Linked DNA regions of Sus scrofa: region 2 is linked to region 1. The links are chromatin contacts, called in public Hi-C maps. All regions are on one chromosome and are shown on one strand. The core of a region is the stretch at or near the end of the contact, and the rest is flanking DNA. Distances in the headings are between cores, read along the strand shown.

Region 1 (7,012 bases), core at 3,375-5,874:
GAACCCGTGGACTGGCACAGTGGGCACCGGGGGTCCTGCGCCTTGGCCTCCTGCGTCTTCCTCCCCAGGCTCCCTCTGGCCGCCATCCGTGAGCTCCTCCAAAAGGGTGACACTTGGATGATGGCGGGGGGGGAGCTTTTGCTCCTCCGCCTGGACAGAGTGGCAAGCCGGGCTCAGTGACAGTGACAGCCCCTCGTGCTGGCGGGCAGGCTGGCCAAGTGAGGCCCGAAGCCATGTGTCCACCAGGTGGCATGAGCTGGCGATGAGGGGCCAGCTTCTGCTGGAGAGGCCGGGGCGGGGGGGCGCTGTGGACGGTGCAGAGGTGATTCTGGGTCGGGTCTGGAGGGGGTGCTGGTGGGCGGGGGGGGCGCTCCCACTCCCCAGCACCCCCCCAGAGGCACCACAGCCCCATCCTCCGTTTTAAGTGCAGAGGAGTCCCCCCAGCCCAAGTCCCAGAGCCCCCGAAGAAAAGCCCTTCGGGACAGAAAGGCTTGGGGCTTCACGTAGTGACGTCCATGAGGCTGGCTGGCCGATCACCACTCACCCCAGCTCAGGAGCCGCATCCAGAGGCAAAAATGACTGTCCAGACCCCGCCCTGTTGTGGGGGACCTGGTCCTGAGAGCCGGAGAGGGCCCCCCACCTTGAGACCCCAGCCCTGCGCACACCGACCACAGCACGGAGACAGCGAGCCGCGTGCAGTTTGAAGTTGCTGGAATTGCAGTGTTTGCTGCCCAGCAGTGGGAACCTGACAGGCTGCGCAGTGTCCTTACCGTGCGGCGGTTTCTTTCCCGCTTTCTCATCCCCACACCTGCAGGCTGCATTTTCCAAAGATGCTTTAGCCGTGTGGGTCTCCCTCTCCTGACCTGTAGGAGGTGGGGTCTGTGCCTCCTTGGATGTGGGCAGACCCCTGCTGCACCTGTCTTTTCGGTGCTCACAGAAATGCCAGGTGCCACCGCCCGGCCCCCTTGGACCCTCACCCTGGGGACCGGCCACCATGCTGCGAGGAAGGCCAACCACTCAGCTGCCGTGTGGAGATGCCTGTCCAGCTACAGCCCCATCGTCTGCCAGCCACCAGCTGTCCGGTCCCTCCAGCCTTCAAGTTCTCGCAGCTGTCAGGGTCAGAGGGACCCACCCGGCCGTACCCAGGACAAAAGATCCACCACAGGGCCCGTGAATGCGGTGAACCAGGGACCCCCGGGCCACCTCCCAGGTGGAAGATGGTGGAAGCCGCCCCCGGGCAGGTGGCCTGGCACACAGAAGGTGCTCAGTAAGGGCCCCTGGGGTGCCTTTAACGACGAGTCCCACGGGTGGTCCCTGTGGCACTCCTTGGGTTCAAGTGCTGACAGGTCGGTGGGCGGGGGAGGCCCCAGGACGGCGTGGTGGAGCTGGATGGGGAGAAGGTGCCCTGTTCCGGGGCAGCGTGGGATTGGCACGTGCTCCTCTCCTGGCTTCCAGCATCGAGGGAGCTGGGCAGACAGCCTTGTTCTGCTGGGCCGCCGTGGGCACCCAGCACACCTGCATGCCGACCCTGCGGCCCTCTTGCCAGCCACGGCCGTTCCTGGCAGATGGGGGCCCACGGCCGGCTGGGAGCACCTCCGTGTACTGGCCCCACTCTGGGTCCACCAGTGGCAAGAGGGACTTGCTTTCTCTCTCCCTCTCTCTTTCTTTCCTTCTTTCATCTTTTTAGGGCCGCGCTTGCAGCATATGGAGGTTCCCAGGCTAGGGGTCAAATCAGAGCTACAGCTGCCAGTCTGCACCACAGCCACAGCAACGCAGGATCTGAGCCACGTCTGCAACCTACACCACAGCTCGTGGCAATGCCGGATCCTTAACCCACTGAGCGAGGCCAGGGATTGAGCCCGCATCCTCGTGGACGCTACTCGGATTCCATTTCCGCTGGGCAACGACGGGAAGGCCAGGGGGGAGTTTCTGAAGAGAAAGGGGCGAGCCTGGAGCCACTGCCAGATCAGGAAGGGACAGCACCTTCCCCGGTTGGGAGAGCCTGCCTCGCCCACTCTCCACTCTGCAGGGCACCAGCCGGTCGTGCAAGCCCTCCAAGGCCCGAGGCTCTGCCAAGGCCACACAGAGCCAGGGAGCAGGCTGAGTGCAGCAAGTGCACCAGAGGGCTGAGGGCCTCCCCGGGGGCTCTGGCGCCCAAGGCTCGGGGACGGCCAAGGGCTGAGGGCAGGTCTCCTGGCCCAAGACCTTGTAGGAAGCCAGTCCGACCCCAAGGCTGAGTCCAGGGCTGGGGGAGCTTACCAGGCGCCTAAACCAGGCAGGAGCATATGGTGCTCTGCTTGGTGCCAGGGTGCCCCGCAGGCCCCTGTGCCACCCCCACCCCCACTTCGGAAAGCAGAGTCTCTGCCACAGGCCTGGCTCTGCTGTCCCTCCCCAGGGAAAGGAGTTCATGAAGGACCTGTGTGCGTGACCCAGTGGCCAGCCGGCTGGCGCGGGGCCAGCAACCCTTGAGCATAACATTTTGGGGCTGGGTGTGGGGACCGTCTCCGATTTGGTGTGGCTGGCTGTGGACCTCGAGGTGGCTCAGGGTGGGCTTGGGGGGGTCGGGGCTGACCTGCAGGACCACCCTGGCCTCACCTGCCCGACTGCACCTCTCAGGACAAGGCAGGCGAGTGGGTGAGACCAGAGATGTCGCCGGGGCGGGGCTGTGGATCGGTGTCCCTTGTCCTAAGAACAGGAGCTGTGAGGAAGGCTCCTGCTGGCACAGGCCCCGCCCCAGCACCTCCTGAGCTTGGCACTGAACCCCGAGGGGCCAGGGGCCTGGCTGGTCCAGTGGACTGGCTGGAGCCGCAGAGGCAGAGGCGAGATGGCCGGACAAGCAGCCCAGTGCAATGTTCTCACTCAGAAGGGCAGACGCACCACCGGCTCGACATGCGGCATCTCCCCTCTGAACACCGAGGGCTTTAAAGGGGACCTCGAAGTTTGCTGATGGGCAGCATTGTCACTGCTGTGGCTCGGGTTGCTGCTGTGGCACAGGTTTGATCCCTGACCCAGGAACTTCCACGTGCTGTGAAAGTGGTGAAAAAAACTTAAAAAATAAAAAGAGCCCCAAACCTGGCAGGGAATCTGGCCTGGAGCCCAAGCACCTGGCCTGGGGTCTCGGTCCTCCCACTGGCTGGACCATGCCTGTGGCGTGGGTCCTTGCTCTAGGTGTGGCCCTGCCTCGCCACAGAGGAATGTGGGGGCAAGGAGAAGGGGCGAGGGGTAGCCAGCATGTGCAGTGGGGCGAGGCCATGGTGTCTTAGGCTGCGAGGCTTCCCTCCTCATTGTATGACATGTCTCTTAGAAAATAAGAGACGGAGGGCTTCCCATCGTGGCTCAGCAGGTTACGAACCTGACAAGCATCCATGAGGATGCGGGTTGGATCCCTGGCCTCGTTCAGTGGGTTAAGGATCCGGCATTGCCATGAGCCGTGGTGTGGGTGGCATATCCCCTGTTGTTGTGGCTGTGGCGCAGGCCAGCAGCTATAGCTCTGATGCGACCCCTAGCCTGGGGACTCCCATATGCCGGGGGTGTGGCCCTCAAAAGCAGAAAAAAAAATTCATGCTATGGCACAGTGGGTTATGAATCCGACTGCGGTGGCTTGAGTCACTACAGAGGCATGGGTTTAATCCCCAGCCGGTCGCAGTGGGTTAAGGACCTGGCATTTCCAAAGCTGTGGCATGGGTAGCAGCTGCAGCTCAGATTTAATTCCCGGCCTGGGAGCTTCCATATGCCATGGGTGCGACCATAAAATAAAATAGACATCCATGCCAAGAACAAGGCAAAAACCCTGGTAGATAAATGCCCCCGCACAAGGCTAAGCTGCCCCTGGGGACTTCCTGCCCAAGTTCCTCCAGACTTTTCCTTCTGTGCATACATGATTGCATTGAAGAGTGAATCTTTAGGAGTTCCTGTCGTGGCTCAGTGGTTAACGAATCCGACTAGGAACCATGAGGTTGCGGGTTCAGTCCCTGCCCTTGCTCAGTGGGTTAAGGATCCGGCGTTGCCGTGAGCTGTGGTGTAGGTCGCCAACGTGGCTCGGATCCCCCGTGACTGTGGCAGTGATGTAGGTTGGCAGCTGCAGCTCCGATTGGACCCTTAGCCTGGGGACCTCCATATGCCATGGGTGCAGCCCTGAAAAGACAAAAGACAAATAAATAAATAAATAAATAAGGTGAGTTTTTAGGAGTTCCATTCGTGGCTCAGCAGTTAATGAACCCGACTAGAATCCGTGAGGATGTGGGTTCGCTTCAGTGGGTTAAGGATCCAGCATTGCCCTGAGCTGTGGTGTAGGCTGGCAGCTGCAACTCAGATTCAACCCCTAGCCTAGGAACTTCCACATGCCGCAGGTGCAGCCCTAAAAAGCAAAAGAAAAAAAAATTAAATGTCAAAGTCATATAACAACAGTACATAGAATGAGGGGCCCCTCCCATCTCAGTTGACCCTGGAGGGCGGTGGCAGGGACCACTGCCCTGCTCCGGGTGAACCCACTCCCCCACAGTTCCTACCCAGTCACCCAGGCCTGGGCAACCTCGTTTTGTGAGCCCAGCCCTCCCTGGCACTGGAGGCTCCCACCTCCACTCCCCCTCATCCCCCGACCCCACCCAGCACAGCGCCCCCGCCACCACCACTAGGTGGGCAGCTGGGGCTGGGATTCCTAATGTGGTGCCAGGCCTGGCACCCCATGCTCCTTCCGCCCCGGGGTCCCTCCGACCCCTGAGCCCAGGGCTTTCCCCTCCCGGAGGCTCTAGCTCCCATACTGGGGTCCCTGGCACCGACCCTTCACCGGCGCGACTCCCTCCCCACCTGCTCCGGCTGCAACCCTTGCAGCCAGGCGTCCTGCGGTGGAGCCCGCCCGCCGCACCGAGGTGCCAGCAACTTTGTTGACTAAATTCCTGAACCCGCCTGAACTGCGGAGCTAAAAATAACCGGTGCTCCCGCGCAGTGCCCGGCGGAGCTGCGCAGTGTCACCCGTGTCGGGAGGCCGGAATGTCCCGGCGCCACCTCGCTAGCGGGGCTGGACTCGGGCTCCCAGCTGGCCGGAAAAACCCTGGGAAGGGACTGCAGGGTCACGACCATCTGGGCAGCTGGGGGACCGAGGCACCGAAGAGCACTCTCTGCTCCCCGAGACTCTGTGGGCGCCCAGTCGCGGACACGAGGCCCAGGAGTCCGCATGCGACCTAGCAAGCCCCAGGAGGCCCTGGTGAGCCCCAGCCGCACGGAGCCCTCTGCCCGTGCTATCCCCCGAGACGGCCACCAGAGGGCCCTGTCCCCTCCTCTCACCAGCGGCGGCGGGTCACCACCCCTTCCCACAGCTGTTCCTCACAGGAGATTGACAGCTGGGCTCGGGGTTGCCATGGGGATAGGCAAATGAGAGCTGCGAGTCTCGGGCTCCTATTGGCCCGGGGGCGCGCGCCCCTCCCATAAAGGCGGAACTGAGCGCCCGGCACTATAAAGGGGAGCGCGCTGCGCGGCGCTCGGCGGTGGAGGCGGGGCTGGCGGTGCGCGGGCGGAGCGCGGGGAACCTGAGCTGCTGGAGGCGGTGGCCCTAAGGCCACCCGCCCGGCCGCCGGCACGGGAAAAGGGGAGCGCGGTTGGCCTGCGTCCGCCAGGGAGCGACCCGGGGCTGGCCGAGAGGGCTGACTGGCGGCATCCCCAGCGACCGCCCCTGAGTTGGCTGAGTGAAAGTTTTCCCCGCACGCCTCTGCCGGGACACCGCGCCCCCGGCCACCGAACCCGGAGGGACCCGCCGCCTCTGGGAAGCGAAGGGGGGGAGAGGCCCGCGGCTCCCCCCCTCCCGCCTCCCGTCGGGGCGCAGCCGGGCGCGGCGGCGGGGGGCCCCCCCCGGGCGATGGCCGCGGAGCTGGCGATGGGTGCCGAGCTGCCCAGCAGCCCGCTGGCCATCGAGTACGTCAACGACTTCGACCTGATGAAGTTCGAGGTGAAGAAGGAGCCACCCGAGGCCGAACGCTTCTGCCACCGCCTGCCGCCTGGCTCGCTGTCCTCGACGCCGCTCAGCACGCCCTGCTCCTCCGTGCCCTCTTCGCCCAGCTTCTGCGCGCCCAGCCCGGGCACCGGCGGCGGCGGCGGCGGTGGGGCCGGGGGCGGCGGCGGGGCGGCTCAGGCTGGGGCTGCCCCGGGGCCGGCGAGCGGGGGCCCCGGCGCCGTCGGGGGCGCCTCGGGGAAGCCGGCGCTGGAGGATCTGTACTGGATGAGCGGCTACCAGCACCACCTGAACCCCGAGGCGCTCAACCTGACGCCCGAGGACGCGGTGGAGGCGCTCATCGGCAGCGGCCACCACGGCGCGCACCACGGCGCGCACCACCCAGCGGCCGCCGCGGCCTACGAGGCCTTCCGGGGCCAGGGCTTCGCGGGCGGCGGCGGCGCGGACGACATGGGGTCCGGCCACCACCACGGCGCGCATCACGCCACCCACCACCACCACCACCGGCCCACCACCACCACCACCACCACCACCACACCGGCGCAGGCCACCACGGCGGCGCGAGCCACGGCGGCGGCAGCGCGGGCCACCACGTGCGCCTGGAGGAGCGCTTCTCCGACGACCAGCTGGTGTCCATGTCAGTGCGCGAGCTGAACAGGCAGCTCCGCGGCTTCAGTAAGGAGGAGGTCATCCGGCTGAAGCAGAAGCGGCGCACGCTCAAGAACCGCGGCTACGCGCAGTCGTGTCGCTTCAAGCGGGTGCAGCAGCGGCACATTCTGGAGAGCGAGAAGTGCCAGCTCCAGAGCCAGGTGGAGCAGCTGAAGCTGGAGGTGGGGCGCCTGGCCAAGGAGCGGGACCTGTACAAGGAGAAATACGAGAAGCTGGCCGGCAGGGGTGGCCCCGGGGCCGCGGGCGGGGCCGGCTTCCCGCGGGAGGCCTCGCCGCCGCAGGCCGGCTCCGGCGGGGCCAAGGCCGCGCCCGACTTCTTCCTGTGAGCGCGGGACCCCGAGCCCGCGCTGCCGCCGGGAGAGGCTCGCGCAGGCCGCCCAGGGCCTCGGCCCGGACTCC
Region 2 (7,012 bases), core at 3,381-5,880, 44 kb after region 1:
CCCCTGCGCCAGCCTGGGCGCCAGAGCCCACTCCCAGAGTGACGAGCCAGCGGGCTCAGACCCTTAGGGGGACAGCAGCGGGGTCCGGGGTCCAGGACTCACCAGATGACCTCACCCTTCTCTGAAACCCCCTGTGGTTCCCGCGGATTCCTGTCCACACGTGCGTGTCATGACACTGGCCCGAGCACATCGCATCAGAGGCAGGACTCCCAGGGCATGAGTGGCCTCTGCCACCTCCCTCCCCAGGACGCAGCACACAGCTGCCCCCCACAGCAATGGAAGCCAACTTCCCTGGAGGGGTGGGGGTCAGACCCTCTCTGTGGCTGCCCGAGGGGCGGGGGGGGGGTCCCTAGGAAGGCGGGGCTGCTAAGGAAAAGGAGGGCCCCCCAGAGCCCTGTCCTGGAGCTGGCTCTGTGCTCACTGGCTGTGGCTTGAGCAGGCCTGGGCCTCGGGCCATCACCTGTAGCCCAGGCATGTGTGAAGAGCTGGGCACACATGCTGCCATGCACCTCCCCAGTCGGAAGGACTGTTTCCCGGGTCCTCAGCCTTGGGACGCCTGTCACCTGCCGCTAAAAAGTGCCCCAGCTGGTCACCATGTGCATTGGAGTCTCCCACACCGCGTGGGGTGTGGATACCTGCTCCAGCCCAGCATGGCACTCTGCCGGCACTGAGCTCACCCCTGCCAGTGAGGCCCCCCAAGGTGGGAGCTGGCTGCCCCAGCCCCTAGTGGGAGAGCCAGCCCTGCCTCCTGGGAAGCCACAGTCACGGACTCACATGTGGACCGAGAACAGGCAGCCACCGGGGTCACTGCCCTGCCTCCTTTACGCAGGGTGGGCCTGGCTCGCAGGGGCCTCTGGGAACGCGGCACCGCTCTCCTGTGGGGCAGGGGTGGCAGCTGGTACCCCAGGCAGCCAGCACGCACCTGTACAGGTTCTCGGCCCCTGTCCGCATCCGTAGCTCTTTGTTGATCTGCTGGTGGATCCGGGCCCTGCGGCTCTGCAGGGGGTCCCGCTGCATCTGCGCCAGCTGATCACAGCCCTGCAGAGAGGCCGCAGTCATGGGGGCCGGGCCTGGAAGGACGGGGCCCCAGGAAGAAGTTGGGCACATCTGCTGGGGCTCTGGGACTCAGCAGCCCAGCCTGGAGCCCCCACCAGGAGACAGCCGACCGCCCGCCCAGCACACGTCCTCCAGCACTTGCGAATTCCTGGCGTGACCCCCACGACCCATCTCGCCCTCGCAGTTACTCCAGGCCACACGTGTTTAGGTGGGGGGGTGACAGCCAAGGTGCTCACGAAGAGCGATCTTTCAGAGGAAGCGTGCCCTGTGGTCACACACACACACACACACACGGCCGTTTCAGACCCCGTGGGGACTCCAGCCTGTCCCGGCCCCACGCGGGGGGCACTCTAAACAAGGCTCCTGGTGCACGGCCACCTTGGACAACAGCCCAACATCTCCAGACACCAGCATTCTCCGGAGAGGTCAGTCAAGGAGGACTTCCTACAGGAGGAGGCATTCTTCTGGGACTTGAAAGACAGAAGGCTTCCAAGCGGTCCTAGGTGTTGAGGAGAGAACCTGCACCCCACTGACCAACGGGATAGAGAGCAATCAGCCAGGAGGACTCCCCCTCTGGAGCCCCGGGCAGGCCCTCATCTGGAGGTGGACGAGGGCTGGTGTCCCGATGGCACCAAGAAGGGACAAGACAACACAGCCTCCCCCTCCCCGCTCCGCCCTGCTGGCTGGCTGTCTTCCCACAGGCCCTTCTCTGTGGTGCCTCCTGTGCCCACTCCGGGCTCAGGAGGGATGAGCCCAGGGTGTGAGCAGTCACCCCCTGCCAGGAGGCCTGAGACTCAGAGGCAGGGGCAGGCCCCGCCGAAGCCACACCCCTCTCCCTCCCAAGGTCCCACTGCAGAGCTCCAGCAGGTTCTCAGGGCTGTGGAGGACAGCATGGCCATCCGCCTGGGGAGCAGGGCCGCACTCGACACAGTTCATTTGGTCTCCTGTGTCAAGGACTCCTGGAGAGAAGTGTTGGAGGCCGGAGACCGCGGGGTCTCCAGGGAGCTCTGCGGCCAGCACCCCTCAAAGCCTTGCCACCCTAACTCTCCCTGCTGGCAGCAGGCTGGTTGTGTAACCTGGGCGGGCTGAGAGCCACTCTCACAAGTGGTAAAGGGATCTGCCAGCTCGCCCACTTATGGCAGAACCCCCACCTCTGATAAGGCAGCGACCCCAACACACCCTCACTGCTGTGGCCCCGACGGGTGAGGGTCTAGTGGATCCCCCAGAATCCCCAGGAGAAAAATGCCATGGGCAGTGGCCAGAGCTGGCAAAGTGTGGGGATAGCTATGCCAGCACGGGTCTAGGAACAAACCTGCAGGACGGTGGGCAGGGCCAGGCCGCATGCCCCCACCAGGCAGGTGGCATGGGACTGAAACCCCTCGTGGATATGGATGCCCAAAGCCTGGAATAAGCACTGGGGCAGCCTCACGGTGACCCCCAGGGGAGAACCGGGCTCCGGGCTGCAGAGTGAGACAGCCAGGGTGCCTCCTCTTTCCCGAACACAGACTCCAAAGGTCTCCAACCCCCCCAACCCCCCCAGCGATCAGACTTCAGAAGGAGGCAGAGGTGCGGGTGAGGAGAGACAAACACCCAGATGGGAAGTCCTCCAGCCACTTCCTATACCCAGGAAGCTTCAGCCGCCTGTCTCTAGGCCTTTCATCAAGAGATGAGTGCCCCGGGGCAAAGTTGAATGGCCCTAGGGAAGAGAGCAAAGCTAGGAAACGAGTGCCAGGCACGAGGAGCAAACATGAGGGCCACGGGCTGCAACGGACCCAAGCCCAATCGCTGCCACAGAAGCGGTTCCTGGAGCATTGGAGAAAACCACAAGCTGGGCTGGCGCTCCCACCGGTTTCTGGTAAGCGCAGGGCGGAGGTGGGGGTGTGTGTCCCCAAACAGGAGGGAGAGAGAGGAGCACAGGCAGCCAGCCAGCCAACCCGGCTCTGGCTCCGCATGGAGCCCTGGGTTCCCCAGCAGTAAGACCACCTTGCCTCTAGGGGCGAGTGAGATTCTCGGGGACCGGGTGGGTCCGCCCCCGCCCCCGACACTAGCGGTGCGCTCAGACGGGAAAAGCCAGCGTGGGCTCCACAGCCCCGCCGGTGGCAGACAGCCACAGGAGCCGGCTGGGTCTGGGACCCCTCCTCCCGGCGCCCCCTGCCCCCGGGCGCGCCCACCTTGCGGGAGCTGCCAGCCGCCTGCAGCTGAGTGCTCTCCTCGCCAGCGGCCTGGCCATCTGGCCTCTCCTCGGGGACCATCGCCGCCCGCTGCTCGGGCCACGCCCACCTGGAAGCCGATCCCGGCGCAGGGACCCCCGGCGCGCGGGATCCCGCACTGTACTCTTCTCCCGGTGGCCGCCAGGCCGGGTGGAGAGGCGGGGCGCTAGCCGCCGGGCGTGCGAAACTTGTCCAATCGGCGGCGGCAGCGACTCTGACAGACGGAAGCTTCGGCCAACCAGAGCCCGAGGGAGGTGGCTTCGCGGCCAGACCCCGCCCGCCTGCGCCCGAGGAGCCCGGAGGCGGGGGGTGGAGGGGGATGCGGTCGCCCCTGGCAACCGCCGGCGGCGGAAAAGGGAAAAACAAGGCGCGGCGCAGGGCCCTGGGCAACGCGGGTTTCACCCGCCCAGCGGCGGGGCCTCGGGGCGCCGCTCGTAAAGATTCGCCAAGGGGTGGTTAACAGTTTTGCTGGAACAAGCGCCCGTGCAGGTCTCGATGTCCGCTTTTCTCTCTGCGTCGGGACCCAGGCTTCGGCCTGGCCACAGTGCTAACAGCGGTCGGCGCTCCATTGCCATGCCTCTAGATCCTGCTTCCAGAACCTGCCCCTGGAACCCGCCTCTGGAGCCCACCCTTCAGAACGTCCAAAACCCACCCCAAGAACCTGCTGCAGAACTCGCCAGTACAATCTGCTTCCCGAATCATCTTACTTTCACAGCCCGCTTCTAGAACTGACTTGCCTCCGGGACCAGCCTGCCTGCAGAGCTGGCCTGCTTCCAGAATTGGACTCTTTCCGTGCCCTGCTCTCCTGGTGGGTTTGCCCCAGCGTCCGGGTCCTTTCCTGACTTCTCCAGGTATGATGACTCTGGAACACGCTCGTTTCATGCCCGGCTCACCTCAGGGAAGAACACACCCCTTGTAGGGGCAGGAACACCAGAGCATAAGCAGTAACGCGGCTAATCTTTATCACGTTGCCCTAAAGTTCCAGCCTTGCCATCTTCGCCATCACCTGGGTTCCTGCCACGCCTCCGTTCTTCCCCACAGGCTCTTGCTTGATCCTGCAAATCCTGTGAGCTGAGCTGCTTGGGCCGCCCTGGCCATCTGCAACAATAACTACGAAATAAGGGAATCGTTAACTCCCGGGAAAATAAAAAATAACCAGAGACGTATTTGACCTGACTCAGCGGTGTACCACTGTCCTGTGGCATCTTGACCCTGGACAGCTTTTACGAGTTTCTGTGGGGAGGGGAGAGGTGAAAGGTGAAGAAGTGGGTGAGAGAAGCGCCTCGTCCTCCTGAGGCTAAATCAATAGATAAGGCCTGAATTAGAAGCAGAATTCCAGAGGCAGACGCTTGTGGGTGGAATTGCGGAATTTGCAATGGTGGAATTCAACACCGCATTGGCAGCTCAGCGACTTAGGGGAGGTCGCCTCGGGGAGGGCAGCGGGGCTCTGGAGGAGGCTCCTCTTTGGCCGAGTGGTTCCTGTAGAGCTAAGGTTGGTGCGACGCTGCATCTTCTATAACCAGACAGTCCTAAAGCTTGTGTTTTTCAAGAGTGGGTGTCTAGGAGTTGACAAGAAGAAGCATCCCAAAGCGGAGTTCCTTTGTGGCACAGCGGCTAAGGATCTGGTGTTGTCGCTGCCGTGGCTGGGGTCCTGCTGTGGTGTGGGTTTGATTCCTGGCCTGGGACCTCCCTGCCCCCCCCAAAATCTTTCATTTTATGGGAGCTTATTACTATATGATATGATGTATATGTGAAATAAGTATTCTCAGCCAAGAAAATAGGAGGAAGAAAAAGCTAAAGAGGAAAAGCTAGGAATGCTTGTTGTGGCCCTGCGGGTTACAGACCCGACATTGTGTCTTTGAGGATTTGGGTTTGATCCCTGGCCTCGCTCGGTGGGTTGAGAATCCAGCATTGCCACAAGCTGTGGTGTAGGCTGCAGATGCAGCTTGGAACCTGTGTGGCTGTGGCTGTGGTGTAGGCTGGCAGCTGTAGCTCCGATGAGACCCCTAGCCTGGGAACCTCCATATGCTGCGGGTGTGGCCCTAAGAAGACCAAAAAAGTTGGTCAGTCCCTCAGAGGCGCAGTCTGGGACAGAGATTCTCTCGGCTGGGCTTCGCCTCTGACTGCTTGAGACTGAGAGGCGTGAGGCCCTGGAGGCCCTGAGCCGTGACCTTCGGTCTCGAGGGGAGGCCACGTTGCTCCTCCCCTGGGCTCATTTCCAGGGAGGAAGGCGGAGCAGGAGGAAAGCCAGATGTCCCCAAAGCTCCCCCAGACCTTTGTCACCTGGCCACACGTAGCTGCGGGAGAGGCTGGGGAGGTGTCGGCCTTGCTGCCCGAACGCAGTGGGGGTTCTGTCTGGCAGGAGAGCCCGGAGTGGGCTTGGCTTCCCAGAAGGAGTGGCCGCGTTGGAGTGAAAGCACAAATACACCACATTCAGAAAGGAAAGAGAGCGATGAGCGAGACGGGGAGCTGGCACAGACCATGGGAGGACGTTGTGCCAGTAGACGGGCCGGGCCAGAGAAGACGGGCGACTCTGTACCCAAACACACATGGGAAGGGGGGAGCGAGGAGACCAATGACCGTGGAATCAGGTGCTGAGAGGGGCGCCAGGCGCCCCAAGTCCGTCCAGTCCAGATAACAGCTGCTTGCTGTGCTGCTCAAAGGCCCCCAGCCTGTGGAGGGCACCGAGGGCCATGGAGCAGCCGGCCAGGGTAAGGTGCCCACGTCTCCTTAGACGTGGGGACACTGCCCTGATTTCACCCACGCAGCTCAATGACAGATCCTGTTGTTGGCGGGTCCTGTCCAGTTGCCCCTCCCCGGTCACTACAGAATTCACAGGCTCAGGGAAGGATGGCCAAGCAGCCCCAGAGGGCAGAGACCCTGCTGGCGCCTCTGGGTTGTCACGGCAGGGTGGGAACCATGTTGGGGGCTGTGTGGGTCAGGAGCTGGGGGAGGTTAAGCACCTGCCACGCCAGGGAACTGCTGCACAGTCACCATCCAGCCCCAAATGCTGGCGGGACACAGCGAGCCACACTGGTCCCCTTAGTCCCCTTCCTTCAGCCGGTGGTCACCTGACGCCCGGGGGCTGAGGATGCAGCTGTGGCCAGTTGGACAAGATGGGAGTCTTCAGGGGGCTCCTGGGAGGGTGACCTCCCCCGACCCCCACCCTGGAGCTGTCGTGGCCGCATGCCACCCCGAGGCTTGTGGGGGAACCCGAGGGTGGCAGAGAGCCCTGGCCCTGCTCCCCTGACTTTGGGTTTGGGGACATAACCAGTCTCTTCTCCTTCTCAGTCACTTGGAGTTGGGCTTGCTGATGTCTGAAGCCCAAATTGTCCCACACCCAAGTTCCTGTTGCAGCTCGTGGGTTAAGAACCAGACAGTGTCCGTGAGGACACAGGTTTGATCCCTGGCCTCGCTCAGTGGGTTAAGGATCTGGCGTTGCCGTGAGCTGTGGTGTAGGTCGCAGACTCGGCTTGGATCTGATGTTGCTGTGGCTGTGGTGTAGGCCTGTGGCTACAGCTCCCATTAGACCCCTAGCCTGGGAACCTTCATACACTGCAGGTGCAGTCCTAAAAAGACGAAAAAACAAAACAAACAAACAAACATTAAAACAGAAAGAGAAGGAGCTGTCTACATTTGATGAAGACAGTGTATCAAATACTACAGATAATGACTATGTTACATATTGGAATTTTAAAACCATTGACATTTATTTATTTACTTATTGTTGTCTTTTTAGGGCTGCA

The links. Hi-C and Micro-C count contacts between places; a contact is called where the count stands out from the background.
Region 2: a contact with region 1 is called in a Hi-C map of embryonic fibroblasts, with 2.2 times the contacts expected there. The contact joins the promoter of TOP1MT here to the promoter of MAFA in region 1. A contact is called at or near these places in 3 of 47 Hi-C or Micro-C datasets (embryonic fibroblasts, epiblast stem cells and skeletal muscle) and 1 of 2 datasets of contacts at active chromatin or transcription factors (skeletal muscle).

What each region holds. Positions count from the first base shown.
Region 1 is chr4:1,085,394-1,092,405 of Sscrofa11.1, forward strand. It overlaps MAFA (transcription factor MafA), which reads left to right and starts at 4,625. Exons shown (of 2, transcript XM_021090536.1): 1 at 4,625-6,445; 2 at 6,448-7,012. The coding sequence starts at 5,852. The coding sequence ends at 6,939.
Region 2 is chr4:1,129,549-1,136,560 of Sscrofa11.1, forward strand. TOP1MT (DNA topoisomerase I, mitochondrial) reads left to right here and starts at 4,631. Exons shown (of 19, transcript XM_013993526.2): 1 at 4,631-4,758. RHPN1 (rhophilin-1) reads right to left here and starts at 3,482. Exons shown (of 15, transcript XM_013993565.2): 1 at 3,228-3,482; 2 at 923-1,038. The coding sequence starts at 3,308.